7 separate regions of the Mus musculus genome follow, and regions 1, 3, 4, 5, 6 and 7 are each linked to region 2. Evidence: chromatin contacts called from public Hi-C and promoter capture Hi-C data. All regions are on one chromosome and are shown on one strand. Each heading gives the region's core, a stretch centred on a gene start, on an enhancer-like site or on the middle of the called end of the contact. The rest is flanking DNA. Distances are from core to core; before and after follow the strand shown. Region 1 overlaps Gm13846 (a long non-coding RNA gene). Region 2 holds the start of Exoc4 (exocyst complex component 4). Region 3 holds the start of Agbl3 (ATP/GTP binding protein-like 3). Region 4 holds the start of Mkln1 (muskelin 1, intracellular mediator containing kelch motifs). Region 5 holds the start of Cnot4 (CCR4-NOT transcription complex, subunit 4). Region 6 has its middle 85 kb from the start of Gm31894. Region 7 holds the start of Akr1b10 (aldo-keto reductase family 1, member B10 (aldose reductase)).

Evidence for each region. Promoter capture Hi-C pulls out the DNA fragments that hold promoters and counts their contacts. A called contact is a pair of places that touch in the nucleus more often than the background predicts. Capture Hi-C pulls out chosen DNA fragments and counts their contacts.
Region 1: a contact with region 2 is called in a Hi-C map of the G1E-ER4 cell line, with 3 times the contacts expected there. The contact joins the enhancer-like site here to the promoter of Exoc4 in region 2. A contact is called at or near these places in 3 of 39 promoter capture datasets (the 3T3-L1 cell line, embryonic stem cells and hippocampal neurons), 1 of 15 datasets of contacts at CTCF or cohesin (the NIH/3T3 cell line), 1 of 484 Hi-C or Micro-C datasets (the G1E-ER4 cell line) and 3 of 115 datasets of contacts at active chromatin or transcription factors (astrocytes and embryonic stem cells).
Region 3: a contact with region 2 is called in a promoter capture Hi-C map of pre-B cells, with 7 times the contacts expected there. The contact joins the promoter of Agbl3 here to the promoter of Exoc4 in region 2. A contact is called at or near these places in 1 of 39 promoter capture datasets (pre-B cells), 1 of 484 Hi-C or Micro-C datasets (CD4 T cells) and 1 of 9 other capture datasets (liver).
Region 4: a contact with region 2 is called in a promoter capture Hi-C map of pre-B cells, with 2.6 times the contacts expected there. The contact joins the promoter of Mkln1 here to the promoter of Exoc4 in region 2. A contact is called at or near these places in 2 of 39 promoter capture datasets (embryonic stem cells and pre-B cells).
Region 5: a contact with region 2 is called in a Hi-C map of muscle stem cells, with 4 times the contacts expected there. The contact joins the promoter of Cnot4 here to the promoter of Exoc4 in region 2. A contact is called at or near these places in 2 of 39 promoter capture datasets (neutrophils and pre-B cells) and 1 of 484 Hi-C or Micro-C datasets (muscle stem cells).
Region 6: a promoter capture Hi-C map of hippocampal neurons shows a contact between it and region 2, with 4 times the contacts expected there. The contact joins the enhancer-like site here to the promoter of Exoc4 in region 2. A contact is called at or near these places in 3 of 39 promoter capture datasets (embryonic stem cells, hippocampal neurons and liver), 1 of 484 Hi-C or Micro-C datasets (embryonic fibroblasts) and 1 of 115 datasets of contacts at active chromatin or transcription factors (microglia).
Region 7: a contact with region 2 is called in a promoter capture Hi-C map of liver, with 3 times the contacts expected there. The contact joins the promoter of Akr1b10 here to the promoter of Exoc4 in region 2. A contact is called at or near these places in 3 of 39 promoter capture datasets (liver, pre-B cells and stem cell-derived epiblast-like cells), 1 of 115 datasets of contacts at active chromatin or transcription factors (embryonic stem cells) and 2 of 9 other capture datasets (adipose tissue and liver).

Annotation. Positions count from the first base shown.
Region 1 is chr6:31,658,795-31,661,494 of GRCm38.p6, forward strand. The region is part of intron 1 of Gm13846 (a long non-coding RNA gene); the gene reads left to right. Among named protein-coding and RNA genes, the nearest start is that of Gm13848, 6.0 kb to the right of the region's middle. Within about 2 kb of position 1,252, at least 22 of the 459 cell types and tissues checked have an H3K27ac peak or open chromatin away from gene starts, as enhancers often do. A contact at or near this core is called in the G1E-ER4 cell line, where this site is marked.
Region 2 is chr6:33,247,682-33,250,381 of GRCm38.p6, forward strand. It overlaps Exoc4 (exocyst complex component 4), which reads left to right and starts at 1,447. Exons shown (of 18, transcript NM_009148.4): 1 at 1,447-1,557. The coding sequence starts at 1,472. It also overlaps the pseudogene Gm1401.
Region 3 is chr6:34,779,173-34,781,872 of GRCm38.p6, forward strand. Agbl3 (ATP/GTP binding protein-like 3) reads left to right here and starts at 1,260. Exons shown (of 20, transcript NM_001289656.1): 1 at 1,260-1,887.
Region 4 is chr6:31,397,273-31,400,094 of GRCm38.p6, forward strand. It overlaps Mkln1 (muskelin 1, intracellular mediator containing kelch motifs), which reads left to right and starts at 1,556. Exons shown (of 18, transcript NM_013791.2): 1 at 1,556-1,682. The coding sequence starts at 1,585. Mkln1os (muskelin 1, intracellular mediator containing kelch motifs, opposite strand) reads right to left here and starts at 1,501. Exons shown (of 3, transcript NR_040300.1): 1 at 1,343-1,501.
Region 5 is chr6:35,132,332-35,135,031 of GRCm38.p6, forward strand. Cnot4 (CCR4-NOT transcription complex, subunit 4) reads right to left here and starts at 1,406. Exons shown (of 12, transcript NM_001164413.1): 1 at 1,171-1,406. Gm33046 (a long non-coding RNA gene) reads left to right here and starts at 1,200. Exons shown (of 5, transcript XR_868974.2): 1 at 1,200-1,371; 2 at 1,917-2,239.
Region 6 is chr6:31,932,050-31,934,871 of GRCm38.p6, forward strand. No RefSeq gene overlaps it. Among named protein-coding and RNA genes, the nearest start is that of Gm31894, 85 kb to the right of the region's middle. Within about 2 kb of position 1,507, at least 10 of the 459 cell types and tissues checked have an H3K27ac peak or open chromatin away from gene starts, as enhancers often do. A contact at or near this core is called in embryonic stem cells and hippocampal neurons, where this site is marked.
Region 7 is chr6:34,382,931-34,385,694 of GRCm38.p6, forward strand. It overlaps Akr1b10 (aldo-keto reductase family 1, member B10 (aldose reductase)), which reads left to right and starts at 1,317. Exons shown (of 10, transcript NM_172398.3): 1 at 1,317-1,477. The coding sequence starts at 1,412.

The DNA of each region.
Region 1 (2,700 bases), core at 2-2,501, 1.6 Mb before region 2:
ATAAAAATAGGGGCATTTGTCTTCTTTCATCTAAGGCTGAATCATTTCTGAAATGGAGCCTTAAATTCTGAGGTGCAGAACATTTCCAGCTAAGCATCCTTGAGAGAGCTCGCTTGCTTCATGGTTTGTTTTTTTCCCTGGCCAAATGGGGAGTAAGATTGCAGAAACCTGTTACCTCCTGATAATTGGAGCTCTGAATGGGCGTGTGCCCACAGAGAGTGGCAGTCACTCCCGGGAGGCTCCTCGCCCTAGGCTGGCTTTGTTTCACCCTAGAGCTGTGACTCAGGGGGACCACAAGGTGTTTTTAGAAAGAGAAATGAAGGGGTATCCTGCATACTGACATTTGTGGGGTACCCATTATTGTGCCAGGCACCGTGCAGAGGACAGAGACCTATCCCTTTTCCAGGGAATTGGGGTGGGTTTTGTGTGTGTGTGTGTGTGTGTGTGTGTGTGTGTGTGTGTGTGTGTGTGAGAGAGAGAGAGAGAGAGAGAGAGAGAGAGAGAGAGAGAGAGAGAGAGACTGCCTCACCCAATCCCTAATAGACGCTAGGAGTTCAGCTCATAAGGGTGGTTAGTGCAGGGTTGCTGATGAGGTTTGGGTAAAGAAAGGCTGGAGGCAGGCATAAATGGTCTTGGTGATGCAATTACTTTTTTTTTGTATTTATTTTTAGCCTATGTACAAAATGTTTTACCTGCACATATATGTATGGATACCACATATGGTGTCCTCAGAGGTCAGAAGTTAGCAGCGAATCCTCAGAATCTGGACTTATAGATGCTTGTGAGCTGCTGGGTGGGTGCTGAGACTCAAACGTGGGTCTTCTACAAGAGCAGCCAGGGCTCTTAACCACCGAGTCACCTCTTCAGCCTCTCCACCTTAATTTTTTGAGACCGTGTTCCTTGCTGAATTTGGAGCTAGACTGACCAGTGAGTCCCTGAGATCCTCTTGGCTTTGCCTCCCTGGTGCTGAGATTACAGACCCACGGCTGCCGTGCCCAGCTTTTTACATGGTATGCCCGGTGTGCAATTAAGGTCCTCATGAGTACCTGACAAGCACTTTACTGACTGAGCTTTCACCGTATCCCCAAATACCTCAATATGTGAAGGGGATGGCTTCAATCCATACCAACGGGAGATGTAGGTTTTTATTAGGGTGATAAAAACTAAGAAAAAAGTCAAGGGTTCCAATTACCTTAGAAGGTCAGAAGGGCTACTGTCTGTCATGTGGTCAATTACCCCAGGATTGTCCTCTGAGAGGGTTAGCCACGCCCCTCCATGGCTGCATCTCAGTCCATCTGCATACACTCTTTCTTCACGCCAGTGGTGCCTCCCGCCACCTCCTCTGCTCTCTTGCTCCATGCTTTGTGAGAAAAGGGACAGAATATAGTATGGTAGAAGGTCCTGGGGGTGGGGATGGGGGTGGGGGAGAGGAGTCCACAGTAGTCCTTTGGCTGTTAGAACCAAGACTGGCTACATTGTTTCATTGAGACAGTGTCACCTGGCAAAAGGATCCTGGTTTATCCTTAAGGTTGGGGTGAAGGTGAGAAATAAAGTAGGTAAAGACAGTAGCCACAGACAGCCTTCCCTCCCCTCTTCTGGGAAAACCAGCTCACGGTTGGCCCATAAGTCTTGCCACTCCCCAAAGAAGCCTCTTGCTAGATCCCCTAGGCCATGGTCACCCAATGATTCGGGTTCAGCAAACAGCTTCCTCTGGTGTCATGTCTTCCCTAATGGAATGACTGCTTACCATACCCAGTTAGAGGAGAAGTGCTCTGCAGATCGAAGCTGGCTGAGTCAGGCCCAGAAAGGAAGGAAAGAGATCACCCCAGTAGGGAGATTGGCTTAGGGAGGCTTGAGAAGGGTCATGGCGCAGGCGGAGGGTCTGTTAGTGTGTGAGGCAGAGGACTAGTCACATGTAGTAGCTGGATACTAAGTCTGGCAGTCTGTAAATGGTAGTGTCAGAAAAGCGGTGGCCTGGTCTGCAGAAAGTGAGGGGAGCAGGGACGAAATGGGCAGAGCAGGTCCCCCTGCCACCATCTCCTAGCCCTGAAGGTGGGATCCTGTGGGAAAAGCCTCAGAGACTGAAAGAACTAGGTCGGTATCTCCGTTAGGGTTAAGCAGGGACATAGTTGCAGTGCTAAAGTCTCTCCACCAGAGGGCGAGAAAGCCCCACATATGAGACCTAAAGGACAGTGGTTGCAGATCAGAATTAGGTCTGCATGGGGAGAGCGTTAGACTGAAGAATTAGGCCTGCCTATAATCATTCTCACCGAGAAAGAGTAGGCAAACGTTTCCCAGCATCTAAAGCCACATGGAACAGAGCATAACTTGTGGGCGTGCTTGCCCTGGTGGGGTGACACTATAAGGTACCCACCCCTCCACCCCACCCGGCTGACACAGGAAAGATCTCATTTGGATCATGTCAGTTCTCCACTTCTCTGATTCATTGTTCAAAATGGGGGGTTAACTCCAATTTTATCTGAGAGGACACTGGCCCGTGAGAGCATCACTGGAGGTGTCAGGGCCACACCTTCTGCTCTGAGGACCCTGGAGACGGATCACCACTGCTCATGGGCCTGGCTGAGGGGCCTGCCTTTGTTCAGTTGTAGGCAGGACAGTCTCAGAATCAGACTGAAGCCAGGGCAGCTGCACAACACGTTGACCCTAGGGTTCATCATCCTTGATATGAATATTAAAGAC
Region 2 (2,700 bases), core at 197-2,696:
CTCAAGGGACCCGGACACCTTTGGGGTTTCCCCTTACTGCCGGGAGGCAACCAAAGGACCCAGAAGTTATTGTGGCGAAGCAGGTTCTCTACATTCTCCAGTCGTGGCGGTAGCAGCCTGTACTCCTGCAGCAGGGTCCCCAGCACGGCCCACTTGCCCTCCGGCTGGTTGCTGAACTCTCTGGCTCGAAGTCAGCCAGCTTCTTCTCTGCTGACCCTGCACGTCCCTCCAGGTTCTGCACTCAGGCAGCCCGGGATTCCATCTTCTTCTCCACAGCTTGAATAGCAGCCACCACTGTCCAAAGTGAGATTTCTGTGGTCTGGAAGTATGGGCTTTTCTCTGTTGTTTGTGAAGGTGGTGTGGCTGGAGCTAAAGGTGTGGAGCGCCGTTTCCTTCTGTGCAGAGCAGGTGTCGACTCCTCCGACTCCTCCATGGTCTCAGTCGCCCCACAACACCGACTGGAGGGAAAGTGCTTGGACTTTGTGCCTCTCCACCAGACGCCCAGACCCTTCTGGAAGCCGCCACCGCTGCTGTGCTGATACAAGGTGTGCTATGAGAGTAACCCCCCCCCCCCCCCGCCCGAAGAACTGCAGTGGTTCCTCCTTTTTGGGACTTTTTTTTGAGTGCTTTTATTTTAAAAGTATGGTTGAATTTCTACAAAAGATTTTCCTGTATCCATTGAAATTGGTCTGTGGTTCTCAACCTGTGGGGTTGACTCCTTTGGGGTTGCATATCAGATATCCTGCATATCAAATATTTACATTACAAGTCACAACAATAGCAAAGGTACAGTTATGAAGTAGCTATGAAATAATTTTATAGTTGGGAGTCACCACAACATGAGAAACTATATATATATATGTGACAGCCCCTAGGACAGGTACTTTTCCCCCTCACAGCCTGCAGCCTGCGACTTGGCATAACCGCAACAGTGAACTTGTACATAAGACGAATATAGAAACATTCAGTCTCAGAAAAATACCAAAGAAAAATCTCTGTGCGTGTACATTTTTGCATTTGGTTGATTTAAAGATGGTATTTGAAGTTAATATTTTTGCACACACAAGCATTCTTTTGGGACCTTTGTTTAAATAGAAGAATCTGCAATTTATCATCAGATACATTAAGTTAAAGCGTGTAAAATTATAAAATGGAGTAAACTGAAAAACAACTTAAGGTCTGTCTGAAGAGATCTAAAGAGACAGTAAGGAGGCTTGATGAAGTTGCCCTTGGTTTATTGTCCAGGCATGCCCGGGACCGGCAGAAGAACTACATTTCCCAGAATGCTTAGAGAGGACAGGAGCCTCAGCCTCCAGCTGAGTCTCAGTCCCGCCTCCTAACTCCAGGGATTGGGTTTTTCACTTCCGCGCCTAAGCGCTTCTCTTCTGCCATTGGTGGATGTTCCGGGTCAGCCGCGGAGTTTACACTTTCCCGGTCCTGTCAAGCACCTGGCTCTCGCTCCCGTACCAAGATGGCGGCAGAAGCAGCTGGTGGGAAATACAGGAGCACAGTCAGCAAAAGCAAAGACCCCTCGGGGCTGCTCATCTCGGTGATCAGGTGAGGGAGGCAGGAGGCAGGCAGGGTGAGGTCAGGGCAGCGGCTGGACTTCCGCGGTGGAAGGGAGAGGCATCGGCTGGGCCCCATCCGCCGGCCCTTCTCTCCCTTTTGGCCTCCCCCGCCCCTCCCCAGGGCCTATTGCCCGCCCCCGCCGGGCAGTGTTCTAAGACTCTCTGGGGCCGGGGTTAAGGGGAGGACACCCCACCTCCCCAGTCTTCTCCTCGGGGCATGGCCTTTACTTCTGTCCCCGGTCCTAAAAGCTGGCCCGCTTGGGTTCGGGAAGAAACCCAGCGCAGGTGTACTCATTCATTCCTACAACAGGTTCTGGTTGACCCTGGTGCTGTGCACACTCCTGAAGGCCGGGAGGTGTCCTGGGCTCGTGGGGATCAGGCCCAAGTTTCCTGTTAGGAGTTGCAGAGTGTCCAACTTTGGGCACTTTCCACTACCTGTGAATAGCCACAGCTTCAGATCCTAGGTTTTGCGTGAGCTGTTAGCATTGAATATTAAAGTGATCCATCCATCCTTCCTTCTTGTTTTGCTTTTTTCTTTCCTTTTCCTTCCTTTCTTCTTTCTTTCTTTCTTTCTTTCTTTCTTATTGCTTTCTTATTCCAGTTTCTTACTCAAAACCATACAAAAATAGAATTTCAAACTGCCCTCCTCATTACTTTTTCCCTAAACTATTAGGGTGAGAGTGGGGGTGGTTGACTATTTACTAGTCTTCTTCTTCTTATTTTTAAATGTTTAAAATGTTAAACAGACTTAGATCAGCCTGAATAAAATGCATTATGACACACTTATCCATTGTTGTCATTTGCATTTCATCCCATATATTTTCCTAAAACAAATACCCCTTGCTTCCCACTTTCCTCGACTTATCCTTCACTTTGATTTGAGTTAAGAGAGCTCCTGTAATGATCCTGATTATCTTTTTAAAACCTAGGATCCACCAGAATCTGGTAGGTTAAGCCCTTGAGAGAATGGGTAAATCAAGCTTTGAAAGGCTTTAAAAGTTTACCATTTAATCGACTGAAAAGGACCCGTGTATTGGTTTATGGCAGAGTTTAAGAGAATGGCCTGTTTTTATCAATTTTATTTTAAAACGAGAGGATAGAACTGTCTGTGAAAGTGATACACTTTGTAGGC
Region 3 (2,700 bases), core at 10-2,509, 1.5 Mb after region 2:
AGGGAACACATTTGGTGACGGACTTGCAGGCAGAGAGTCCCAAGTGACCAAATGGTACCCCTTAGCAGAAACTGGGAGTGGGTGCCCTCTGTTGTCCTATAGAGCCACTAAGTTTTAATTATGAGAACTCCACGCCGATGGTCTCATTCATCTTACTTACCCCTGAACGGCCCCACATATAAACAGAAGTAGGGTTATGTTTCTGTTCTTACATATCCACAGGAGCAAGTAAATTTCGGTACTGGAGCTTTGAGGATACCCTCAAACCAGAGAGTCTCTGAGCATTGTCTCCGTTAGTGATATACACATGGCATAAAACCAAGCACAACTAACTATGAAGACTAGTTTTCAAACAAGTGTGATCAATGGCACACTTCATTTCCTCAGGCCAATGCCCAAAGAAACAGAAAGTCTCAAGGTCTGACACAAACACATTCCCAGAAAGTTAACAAATCTAGAGATGCTAACCCATTTCCATGCTGAAACTGAAGCGCTTAATGCGAACCATGAGGGCACTGAACACCTCCTCATTCTTTTTGTCTATATGGGTTTTTCTTTTATTAACTTTACTTGGAAAACTGTTCCAACTGTATTATCCACCAAAGTGAAAAGTGACCAACAAATCAGGGTTAAATATACACACACAAACACAGATCCTAAGACTGCTGTGGGGGTCTTATTGACTTAAATAAGGCAAGGTGGGAGATTTGCTTTGTGAAAGTGTTGGCTAACAAAGAATTTCTAAGCTGATGAAATTTTTGAGAATTTACCCTTATACATATAACCATGACTCCTCCAAATCAAGTATTTTAAGTCTCACTTCCAGAATAAGAATGAATTATAATTGTGCAAAATAGAACTCAACCTTTTAACTTCAAATAAATTAGTTCATTTTTATTAATAAGGTTCAGTTCAGAAAATTAACTTGCCCGTGGTCATCAGGTTGTTAAAAGTCAAGGGGGGCTCTAGACACAAGCCTTAAACTGTATGTTCTACTGCCTTCTCAGCGCAGGCACCTAGCAAACAAGTTATAGTCACTCAGAACAAACTGCAGTCGCATCTTCCCCAGTGCTAAACTCTCCCTCCTGCAATGCTCAAACCGGTCCATACCATAAGCCAAGCCAGGAGTTCCCATCATCCCCTAGCATCAATGTCTCCCGCCAAAAACCTCACCACCTTCACAGCTGTCCCTAGGAAGAAATCACTAAAGCTCCCCAAAGTCTCGCGAGAGTACAGCCGTTGCCCTGGCAACAAGCGGCCTGCTCTCTCAGCGACCGCTGAATTTCGATGGCATTTGCTCTGACCCTGTCGTCGCCCGGTGCCTGGGGGACATCCTAAAGTATTCTCCCGGCAGGGGTGGGACGACCGGCGGACTTGAAGAGGCCCAGGGAACGAGGCGGGCGGCGGACGCGCCGCTTAGGCAGCGGGGAGCGGGGGAAATGCGGCCCTCGGCGCGGGACGGCGCGGGGCCCGCGTGAGTGAGGAGGCTCCGCGCGGGTCCCGCCCCGAGAGAAGGCCTGGCGCGGCCGCACGCCCCCCGCTCGCCGCTTCGGGCGCGGACCGGCGTCCGCGGGCTTCCGGCGCCTAGCGCCTGCACGCCTCGTCCGCGCACGTAAGGAGCTGCCGCCGGGCGTCCCGGCGGGTTGTCGTAATTTCGAGCCGTCATCCGGGGCTGAAGCTTCGGTCTCCGCCCCGAGATGTCACCTAGAAACCGCTCTCTCGACTGCAGTTGGCGTTTATGATGAAGCTTCGCGAGGCCTTCCGCGCCGTCCGCGCCCCCGAACGCGCTCGTCTGTAGACGTCAACCGGGGGCTGAGAAGGTGTTTGTCGGCGGTGGTCAAAAGGCTCGCTTTTAGAGAGAACCAAACACCAGTAGTTGTGAAATTGGTAAATTCTTTTGGTGTCCTCCAAAGTGTAAAAGCTTGGCAAGGATGATTTCATTGCAAATAAGAAAAGAGGAAACGTATACCTAAAACTGTATTATCCCCAAAGGCACAATCACTGGCATGTGTAGCAGGAGGAAAATGTCATTTTAGTAAAATGCCAATTTCAGGCTTGCCTAGAAGCAACAGTGGTCATCTCCAGCCGGACCTTCTGGTAGCTATTCCAATACAAATGGTGTCATTGGCTTTAAAAGTTAAATATACAGTAATGATCACGGTTAAAGAGAAACTTAAGTTATACACACTGAAGCTCGGGTCAACTGAAAGTTCAAGAGAAAGGGGAAAGTTTTTACACTATTGCTACATTTTATTGTCTGAATAATTATAACTTTTCTTGTGTACTTTTTAATGCGTGAAGACAATCCCCATTTACTATTGCAGTGTAGTGTTTAGTTATGAATATAAAATGTAAATGGCCTGGCTATATACTGTGGAAGTTTTTCAACTAAATTATTTACGTGATTTGTCTCTCTTGTTTCAACAGATTTTTTAAGTTTTATTTTTGTTCATAAAACATACTGACAGGTTATAAATATATCCCCCTTCATCTCTTCTAAAATTCACACCCCCATTCCATATCCACTCATCATCTTAAATTTTTTATTTAATTAAAATATAATTACATCATTTATCCCCCTTCCAACCCTCTCAGATACATATCCTCTTTTGCTATTTATTATCATTGTGTGTTTAAATAAATATATAAATGCAACTTGCAGAAGCCTATTGAATATTGCTTATGTGTATATTCTTTGTA
Region 4 (2,822 bases), core at 306-2,805, 1.9 Mb before region 2:
ATTATATAGTTGATCAGGAACTATACAATTCTCTGCCTGGAAGAAAAACAACAACAACAATAACAACAACAACAACAATGACTTACTAAGATCCAAAAAGAAGAGGAATTAGCAAATTGTGGGTCCTCTAACTGGAGTGAATCCCCATCTTATCTTCTCCCTTTTAGAAGACAATCTTTCCCTCCAAGATAATTTCTCTGTAACTAACTTCCTCCATGGTAGGCAGTTATCTAACTGAAGTCAGTGGGGTTAGAGCATTACCTCAGGGGTCATTACCTCAGGGGTCATTACCTCAGGGGTCAATACCTCAGGGGTCATTACCTCAGGGCTCATACTCATTCCCAACAAAGTCTTAAACACTGAGTATACTTGTGGTCTAGCTGACATTGCTAGTGGTATCATAGTAGAGGCTACTGCTAAAATTTCACCAATGGAAACGAAGCCAATAAAGAATTGGAGAGATTTGATGGGCCGGTTAACGATCATAATCAAAAAGAGTAAAACTATTGGATCATTTATTGAGATACTCTTTGCTTGAGTTTTTAATATCCTCTGGTTGACACAATGATGCAATCCAAACTTCCAGGAGTCCAACCTCTTAGGCAGGGAGTGACACGATTTTGGGTGATGCCGCTAGGTAAGCAAGGGCATATTTATAACCCTGACAAACAGGTACTAGACAGGAGCATTATCTAACTTTGCCACCTATTTAGGCCAGATGTTCCTTTTGTGATAAAAAGCTGGAATGATGCCTGCTGTCAGGCTTCATGAACAGTATGTATGTTGGAGGTGGGTGGGGTGTACTCATTATTCCTTCTGAAGAAGACGCGATCTTTTCTCAAACATCTCTCTCTTTCCAAACATTTGGGCTAAATTTATGTTAAAATTCAAAGCAAGCAGATTTAATGCCGGAGACAAATGATGGCACACAACTTTCCAACTCTGAGCATCTTCCTGGTATGTGGGCGAATGTCATTTCTGGGTACAACGATGCCATCAGAATATTAGTAAGAGAGGCCGACAAGAAATGTTTACAGACTGATAGCAGAACACACTAGCTGTTCCTTTATCTTGCCTCCACCTGACCCTTGAACACGGTGACAAGGACATTTTTACCCCAGGTCAACTGCAGAGACAAAGGCCATACGTTATTATTGCACTTCAATTCTCCTCACCTCTGTTTCCGGAGAGGATTTATAAACAGGCTAGAGCAGTGGTTTCCAAAGTAGGAAAGATGGAAAGATATTCCCTTCCCAAGCTCATCGAATTTTCCCTTCCTATTCTAGGAGACGTTTCTTTCTTTTTTTTTTTTTTTTCAAAATGTCCTTGGCTTTGTCTTTACCTGAGCTTGTATGAAAAGTCCTCTGTGCCACTCCTCTGCCAGCCTCACAGGAAAGGAAAGCCTCCCTGGGAGGGTCAGCTAGGAAAGGACAGCGTGGGAAACCCGAGGAAGCGGCCTCCAAGCAGCCAGTGCCGGCCCTGCGCGGTCGGGTTCCCGGCGCGGCCCCTTTAAGAGCAGGCCCCGTCCCCGCCCTCCTCCTGGCGGGGCTGGCGCTCGGTGGTGGCCGCTACGGTGCTGACAAGATGGCGGCTGGCGGGGCTGTTGCTGTGGCGCCGGAGTGCCGGCTTCTGCCCTACGCGCTGCATAAGTGGAGCTCCTTCTCCTCCACCTACCTTCCCGAGTAAGTGCGGGGCCCCGCGCTCGAGCTGTCGGAGCCGCTCGGTGAGAGCGCGGCCCGCCAGAGCGTGCGGTGTGGGGAGCGGAGCCGAGAGAGGCCCAGGCGGGGCCTGTGACGGGGAACGCGCGGCCTCCGGAGCTTCTCAGTGCGGCGGCCGAGTGCTCCGGCCTGGCGGGCCGAGGCCGGGCTGAGGGCCCGGGAGCGAGCTCCGGGTGGCGGCGGCGAGGCGGGCTTGCGCAGCGGGAGGTGAGGCGGAGCGGAGCGGGGCTCCGGGCCCGGGCCGCGGGCGAGCCTCCCCCGCCGTCGGAGGTGGTCAGGGCGACGACGGGGGCCCGGTCCTTCCCGGACGGCTCGGACAGCGCCGGAGTTCCTGAGCCCGCAGTAAAAGTGCTTAGCTCTGCACGAGTGGCGAGAGAAGTTGGGGAGTCCATCCGCACCCTGGCGAGAACTTGGAGGACTGGCAGAGGGGTGTCTTGGCTTTTTTTGGACGGGGGGGGGGGCTGGAAGTTCTGAAAAAGATAGGGAAGGAGGGCAGGTCTGGGGGCGTGCGGCTTGCCCGAGGGCACCACCAAGTCAGCAGAAATGGCCTTAGGAACACAACGAGGAACGGGTGCAGTTTTCCGTTGCTATTCGAATAAAATTGCTACATCTCCGGAGTGTCCTGAACAGGGAGTGTGTTCCATTCGTATTTTTAAAATTCCTCCCGTTTGTTCAGATTGGATTTCTCGAGTCCAGTCGGTCAGGACTCTGGAAGTTGAAGCTGCGGGTGAAGAGTCAGCCTCCGCGGACTGCCCACCTGCCCTCCTCCTAGTCACCAGGTCAAGGGTTGGCACTGAAGCCTTGTAGCTCCCGCCCAATGAAGGCTGACCTGTGGTCTGATCTGGCCGGTTGTGGCCTGTTGATAGCTGGTACATGGCCACATCTCTGATTGATATTGGAACCCAGCTTTTAATTTGAGGGTGAGCTGGATAAGCACCGACCTTCATTTGAAGTGGACTTGTGGCTGTTCATTCTGTAAACCTCTGTTTTTTTGTTTTTTGTTTTTGTTTTTTTTTGGTAGTTTTTTCTTTTGGAGGTGTGTGTGTGGTTGTTTGTTTTGGAGGCCTTTTTAAGGTTGTTTGTTTTGACTGACTCCTTTGAATC
Region 5 (2,700 bases), core at 156-2,655, 1.9 Mb after region 2:
AATTGATACAAAAGGAATCTGTAACCCACATACAATCAAAATACCATCTGTATTTATTTGCATGTGGTGTTCGGGGATGAAGTGTGTGTGTGCGCGCTAGATTCACCTGGTTTTGAAATTCTAAGCTGATCTTTATGGGTATAATCAGAGACAACATCAAGTGTCCTGAGGAATGGCAATTCAGGAGAATGCTGAGTAGCACGGAGAAGGTCGAAAATGAAAAGAGGGGTAAAAAAGGATAGCAAATGAGCAACAAAAAGATCAAAAAAGCAAAACATTCCTTTCCCGAGTAGCCCGAAGAAAGCTCTTTTCTCTTAACGTTAATAGTCTCCCACTCACTTCATTCACTTCCTAACTTCCTTTACTTTTCAAGGAACAACACGGGGCATCATCTCCCCTATCCTGGAGTGTGTGCTCAAAGAGTCTGCATTGGAAAGAGGGAAGGAACCGACAATTCTCAAGTAGGTTAAGAAACAGGTGGGTTATACGGAGCAACGGAGCAGCAACATGATTTAGATACTCACGAGGTGGCTTTAAGATGACAGATGCGGTTAAAGGAGACTTGCACATCGGAATCAACTCGGGTCTGGCAGACAGACTGGGGGCTGACTGCAAGCACCAGAGGGGAGCAGAGGCTAGATCCAGAGCAGCCTTTCTGGAAGGGATGGGGCAAAAAGGGGCAAAAAAGCCCACCAAGCAGGACGGGTGGGCAGTGAGCAGCAGCACCCGTCAGAGTGGAAATGATGGCTCTGGCTTGGGAGACCGGGGCCAGTAGGAAAGGACGTCAGAGGGGAAAGGAGGCTGGGGAAACAGGAGGACCAAGACCTAAGGATACTGTTGCCAGAAAAATGCGGGGAAAACTGGTGATGAGAAGCCCTCTTGGGTTCTCAATTGAAGAAATTCTCCAAGGAGAGCCGGCGCTCGCTGCCGCGCTGCCTCCAACCCGGCTGCCTTTTCCTGGTGATAACTGCTGTGGCGTAGAGGGGAGAGGGAGGAAGAAGAGGAGGAGGAGGCAGCCAGAGGAGGAGGAGGAGGGTGAAGACGAGGCGGGCGGGGGTGGGGGGGTGGGGAGAAAGGGGGGTGCGGCCTGCACAGTCCCAGCGAAGCCTCCGCTCTCTCGTAGCCGGTCAGCGCCGGGTTTCCCCTAAGCCCAGCCCCGCAGACACTCACCCGCCTGCCTTGCCTCGCTTTTCTCTTAGCCGACTCCACGCGTTGCCGAGTCCTCACAGGAGACCAATGAACGAGAGTCGGCGAAAAAACTCTTCAGAACCGGGCCTGACTGCTTCAGTGAGTCCGACCTTTACGGCTGAGAGAGAGACTCTCAGCTTTCGGTGGGTTCCACGGCTAGACGGGCCACCATCTTACATTAGGGTAAGACTCCTCCGGCCTCCGCTGCGCAGGCGCATGCCGATCCGGCTGGGCGGGGCGGGGGAGGGGCGGGACAAGCGGCAGGCGGGCGAGTGGGAGGTTGCGGCGGACTGGTCCACTGCACCCTGGGAGTTGTAGTCCTCCGATAGTAACCGCCCCGGGGCAGGCCGGGAATTGAAGTCATCACTAGAGAAGGCGCTCGGGAACTCGTTCCTCACGTGGCTACTGGAGCGCCGGCTTTCTTCTTGTTTTGCTTCCTCTTCTGCCCGCGTGTGTGGCTACTGTGTCATGTGGTCGGCGGTTTTCACTAATGTTAGCTGAAATGTAGGAAACCAAAATTCTACGAAACTTAACTGATTCGGAGGAAGCTAGGACGTGTCTTTTTCTGCCCCGCCCGCCATAGATAGGTATCTGACGGGGGCGGTATGGTGGTAGAATCAGGTTGAGCATTGCAAGAGCGCGGGATTTGATCTAGAGTGGGGAGTTGATACTTTTGGAAAAGTGAGCGTTAATTCGTTTCCCGGTCTTTGCACGTCCTTTACCACCAGTACAGCTGAGCTCATCCTCCTTACTGGAAAATCGCCAGTGAAGAAATACCTGAATTGCCATGTGCACATTTCTCAAGAGAACGCGGGCAGTCAGAGTAGCATGAGTTGCTGATGATGTGAAAGCATGTGGACTTACCTGCAAACTGTTGCTGGCTGCACAGAACTCTTCCAGCCTGCACAGAAGTGTGCGTCAGGTTCGCAAACTGCACAAGTAAACACGTCTCAAAGGACATAATACAACCGCAGCCGGTTCGAGCACCGAGAAATTCTAAATAACAAAATCAATTTACTGAACTTCCCGGGTTGCCTCCCAGAACTCTGGTGTAAGTGGCGCTCCTGGAGCGGTCGATTCTGTTTATTGCCTATATTCTTCATCTATTCATATAAGTGCTGAGCTCCTTGGTACCCAGTTCAGTGCCATATGCTGGGAGCATACAACAGAGACCAAAAACACAAATCTGTCCCCATTCTAGGGTGTGTGCATGTAGTGGGGTTTGGAGAAGTGAAAGGAACCAAGTTTTCAAATCCAGGATTAAAATACGTAGGATGGGACTGTGGATGTCACACAGTGGTAGGGCGCTAGTCTGGCACACTTGAGGCCTGAAAGCAAAAGGTTTAAGGGGAGGATTTAAAACAGAAAAGGGAAATGTAAGGAAAGAAATTGAAGTTTTAAAGTCTCAGTCTCGCTGGACGTGGTGACACAAGCCAGGACTCTGAAAGCAGAGGCAGGTGTATCTCTTTGAGTTCAAGGCCAGCTTGGTCTACAAACCATGTCTAGAGGCAG
Region 6 (2,822 bases), core at 257-2,756, 1.3 Mb before region 2:
CTAGGGTTTCATTCATGCAGACCATTTTTATTACATCCCGAGGTGCTGCTGTGCCCACATAGGATCATCCTGGTCCCTTCAACAGAAAAATGACAGAGGATCTGGATTAGTTACTTTACACCCCCCCCCCCTTTCTCTTTTGAGACAAGATCTCTTGTAGGCCGGGCTGCTTGGAATTTGCTATGCAGTTAACCCTGAACTCCTGATCCTCCTACCCCAATGCTGATGTTGCAGTTTATGATGCTCTCAGATTTACCCCCCAGAGGTGATATTTAGATACATACTAGGTGATTACTTTACCAGCTGAGCTGAATGCCAGCTTTTGGATTAATTTCCTAGGAATGCAAATGGGGCCACTTAAACCATTAGAAATGCATTGCCCCACATTTCTGAAGACTGGAAGGTCAAGACCAAAGTGTCCATAGGGCTATTGTACCTCCAAAGACCTACAAGAGAGATTGCCGCCTCTTCCACCCTCTGTATTCTTGCTTTCCTTTACTTGTTGTCGTGTTTTCCCATCTCTGCCTCCATCATTGTGTGTGTTCTTGCATCTTTGCACCATTTTATGGTGGCTCTGCCTTTCCTAAGGGCATCAGTCGTACTGGGCATCCTACTTCATCCTAAAGACAGTTTTATCTAAATCAATTCTGTCTACAGAGACCCTATTACTAAATGAGAACACTTCTATAGTATGCAGGTGGACTCCAAGATATTTTTTATAGGGGAAGATATAATTCACCCACACCAAATACCTAGAAATACGTTGATTGTCTTCCAAACTCAGGCTGGAGCTTGGTGTGTCTGATGATTTTCCCTGTGTTGAGCATGTGGGTTATACAATGACCCAAAGTCAACGGAATATCAGTATCTGTAGTATTTGCTAGCCATTCACATAGGGTTACTGCTTCCCACATTCTTATTCCCAAAGACAATTATCTGAGCAGAAGGATATGCCTTGGCGATGTGCTTGAGTACTTTGGGGCAATTGTGACTTCCAGAATAAAATGTTAAGTGTGGTGATGCTTGACTGACCTCATAATTATATACATGCTATGGAGAACTGAGCTCTAACTAGGAGCAGATTCAGTGGGCTGGTTCTCTTTTGCACTGGCTATTTGTATTTGTTGACAATTTGTGTGTGTTTGTGTGTGTGTGTGTGTGTGTGTGTGTTGTTCACTACTATATTTACTGGTTGATGGCGTGTGAGGTAGGAGGAGACTCAGAGAAGAGACTTCGTGTTTAGCTAGAAAACAATCTCTGAAACAATGGAATGTCAAAGATGACATGGAGTCTGGTGAAGACACTGCGTGTCACAGAAGACACATTCCACAATGGCTGTGCAGAATGAAGCTGATTCCGCCCCCGGCTGTGCTCCCTGACCCCAGCTGTGACACAAACTGACCTCCTATCTGTCTGGGCCTTTCTCTGGGAAGCTTCCTCTCATTTCCTGGGAGATGCTCTGGGTCAAGGGCACTTTCCAGAGTGGAACTTTCCACTGCCTCATAAACTTCTCGTTGCTAAGCGATGATGGTGCTCACCAGAGGGGCTGCTCCTGCGCAGGGCAGCCTGTTCACTACCCCATCTGCAATTTAAATTCCCTGACAGGCAGAGACAGCCAAGCTGTTCACTTGAGATTGCAAAGAGTTAGATTGAAATACAAGGAATATCCAATGCCTGGAGCCCCTCATAAATTTTGCTTTGATAGTGACTGGGAGAGAGATGGGGAGAGAAGGAGCCAGGAGGCGATTGTAGGGGCAGCCCTATCGCAGTTGAATTTACTGTTGATCTCTCTGCTTCATTCCCCCGCAGCCCCGAGTGTGCACCCACTCTCTAGCCTCTGCCTATTTCTGGTCAGTGGGCTTCTGGGCCCTTCTGCTGTTCCTATGACCGCACAGGTACCATAGCCGCCATTGCCCCCACGCCATTGCTTTCTCTCGGAGTAGCCTGAACTCCCCTAAGGGCCCAGCAGCGTGTGCCCTTAGCAATGCTAGGGCTTTAGGTGTTTTGGTAACAGCTGAGAACTTTGCTTGTGACTTTAGCTGGATTGTATGAGGTAACCAAGTATTCCTGAATTCCGCAGGCGCCCCAGGGGAAGCCACGCCCTTCAGCGGGCAGAGGCTGATGGTGGTTACATGTCAGGGAGTGTGGCAGCAGCAACTCTGCAGCTGAGGTCCACAGAGGAGCATAAAGGAGGGGATGAGGAGGAGCTTGTAGGCCCCGCCTCTCTGGAGATTTGATTCTGTGATTAAATTCATTCTTTCAGTATCCCCTCTAATCACCTCTGGGCTCTGGGGTTCTTAAATGTAAACAAACAATCCTATTTATTTATTTATTTACTCCCAAGTATCAAAAAGCTATCCTCAAGTCATTCGGTTTTCCAGGTCCTTTCAACAGGAAGGGCTGGGACAGCTAGACTGAGGAATGAAATGTGCAGTTCAAAGTAGATGGTAGTGATCAATTGTCTGCTTTGGTTCATGAGGTGGGGCTAGCTGCCTGAGGGTTCCCCTCCTCTCCCCATGCTAAGTGGGAACGAGACCATGGGACTCAGAACCATGGGTAGACAATTCCTCTCCTCCAGGAGCTGTCAATCTTCAAAGTACATAGGTTATACTCAATGGGCTGAAAAGTCAGGACAATCCAAATAAGGGCCCTCTGTGTCGAGAGGAGTCAAGCTTAGAATGAAATTTCCAGAGAGGGGGGGACTGCAAGCTCCTTGGCGGGGACTGCAAGCTCCTTCTCCAAGGCGGGGACTGCAAGCTCCTCCTCCAAGATCATCACAGAGAGGCGGAGCCTGCAAGCTCTTCCTCCTATATCATCAAATT
Region 7 (2,764 bases), core at 67-2,566, 1.1 Mb after region 2:
GGAAGTAGGAATGAGGGAAGAACAGGAGGGTGGGGAGCAAGGGGGAGGGGTGAGGAGGGAGGAGGAGAAGGAGAATTTTAGTAGTAAAAGATCATGTCGAAATGACTAATAGGTAATCTCTACTTCTAGACCAATTTACTCCCATGATCTTACAGCAATTGTGTGAACACAGATGAAATTACACACTCACACAGCCACGCCTGACACAGAGGCTACTATAACCGCACATAATGTTACTCTGTGTTTACTTTTGTGTTAAGGAAGTTGAGATTATGATTCTTTCTTCTTTGGTCCAGCCTCACATTACTGCTTTTCAAATTCATACATTAAAAAGAGTGACTGGCCCAACTTGGGATCCATCTCATGGGAGGGCGCTAAGGTCTGATACTATTGCTGATGCTGTGTTGTCCTTACAGACAGGAGCCTGTATGACTGTCCTCTGAGAGGCCCTACCAGCAGCTGACAGAGACAGAGGCGGATACACCCAACCGTTGGACTGAGGTCTGGGACCCCTATGGTTGAGTTAGGGGAAGGACTGAAGAAGCTGAAGGGAAGAGTGACCCCATAGGAAGACCAGCAGTCTCAGTTTATCCGGATTCCAGGGAGCTCCCAGAGACTGAGCCACCAACTAGGAGCATACACGGGTTGGTCGGAGGCCCCTGGCAAAAATACAGCAGAGGTCTGCTTGGTCTGGCCTCAGTTGGAGAAGATGTGCCTAATCCTTGAGAGGCTTGAAGCCCCAGGGGAGGGGGAGGTCTGCGGGGGCACCCTCTCGGAGGCAAGGGGGAGGAGGAATGGGATGAAAAATTTTGGGAGGGGGGACAAAAGGGGGGACGGGAATGTAAATAAATAATAAAAATTGAAAAAAAATTCTGCAAGGACATCCGTCAATTGATTTCCCACCGATATCTCTTGTTATCAATATTGTAGCTAGTGAAATAGTGGTTTCAGAAATAATTGATGTGGCTAGTCTGACAGTAGTGGGTTATCAGTACTAATCGATATCAGAATGATTGCTATATGCCTCCTTGTTTGCCTTGAATTTTTTTTCCCTAGCTGAAAACTTGTTGGACCCCTAGAGTATGTGCACTCTCGAAGCAATGACCTTCCTTAAATAAACTTATGCATTCATCTTTCACTGCCTGTTATTTTTGTCCACACACCTGTGCGGGCACTGCTGCGGGAGCCTTGCACTCTGCAGCAGGGAAACTTAGTATTCTGCAGTGTTTACTGCTGGTCAACCCTACGAAAAACCGAAATGCACTTCCTGTGCCAGTGCCCGCCCCCAGGCTGTGGCTGCTAGCCAGTAGGAAGAAGAGCCTGTCTCCTCAAGGACACGGAACCAGTTGCCAGACTCCTAATTTAGGCAAAGGCTCCCGTCTGTTCCCTTTGAACCGTTTCTGCAGCAACCATGGCCGCCTTCGTGACGCTCCTTACCGGAGCCAAGATGCCCATTGTGGGCCTGGGCACCTGGAAGGTGAGTGCGCAGTTTTTGGGCAGCTGCTTTTTTCAAGTGGGGACAGGTCTTGGCACGTCTTCCTCTTTGCATAGCATTTGCCTGCCGGGTGGGGGTTGGGGTCGGGTAAGGCTGGAACTCTACAGCCTTGACCCAAGTTGCTTTCAGTTTTTGTGCTGCTTCAGGCCTCAGAGCTGGCGTCTAACTTCCCTAACAAGTGTCGGGATCCCAGCTGTTCCTGGATTTTTACAAAGTACAGCAAACCATCATCTCCAGGCAGTTATTCTCGTCGCAAGCTTTTCCTCAGAATTACTTCACAGTTTACAAGTTTTGGCTGTGTATTTATTTCTGGTTGAATTATTTAGAACGAGAACGCTGAGCTCCAAATGACCCAGCTGCCCTTGCTACCCATGCTGAAGGACCCCATTACCTACTTCAGAGTAGTCTGGGAGCCTGTGAAAGCCCAGTCTCAGACCCCAGCCCAGGCACGTTCACTTTCCAAAGACCCCACTAGTTCCCACATGTTAAAGCCCGAGCAGGATCAGGGTGGCAGAGAGACTGAGCGAGAGTCAGCTCAGGTCCCACCCTGGCTGTGTTCAACTCACCTGGCAAGTTTCTCCGAGGCTCATCTCAATGCTTAGTGAAACGGTTTTGGACCAAGCCAGAAATTACACATCCATCAAAACAATAACTAATCACTTGCAGATCTCCAGGGAATCAACTCACATGGAAAACTTCACAGAGATGAACTTTCAGAATTTCAACAGCAGACGCAGACTGTAAAGGAGTTGGGCTCAGGATGAGTAGCCCGTGCTGCCAGCAGTGCGCGTGCAGGGGGGCGGGGCTTTCAGCCTGGACCTCAGTGCCTCTGAGTGGCTGGAAGCAATTCCTTGTCCCAGTGATGGCGCAGCTGTTGCTGTTTTATGATCTTTTAAAAATTAGATTTATTTTTTATTTAAATTTCAAATGTTATCCCCTTTCCTGGTCCCCCCTCCAGAATCCCCCTATCCCATCCCCCCTCCCCCTGCTTCTTCCCTCACCTACCCACCTACTCCCACCTCCCCACCCTCGAATTCCCCTACACTGGGGCATCAAGCTTTCACAGGACCAAGGGCTTCTCTTTCCATTGATGCCCGACAAGGCCATCCTCTGCTACATATGCGGCTGGAGCCATGAGTCTCTCCATGTGTACTCTTTGGTTGGTGGTTTAGTCCCTGGGAGGTCTAGGGTGTCTGGTTGGTTGATATTGTTGTTCTTCCTATGGGGTTGCAAACTCCTTCAGCTCCTTCACTCCTTTCTCGAACTCCT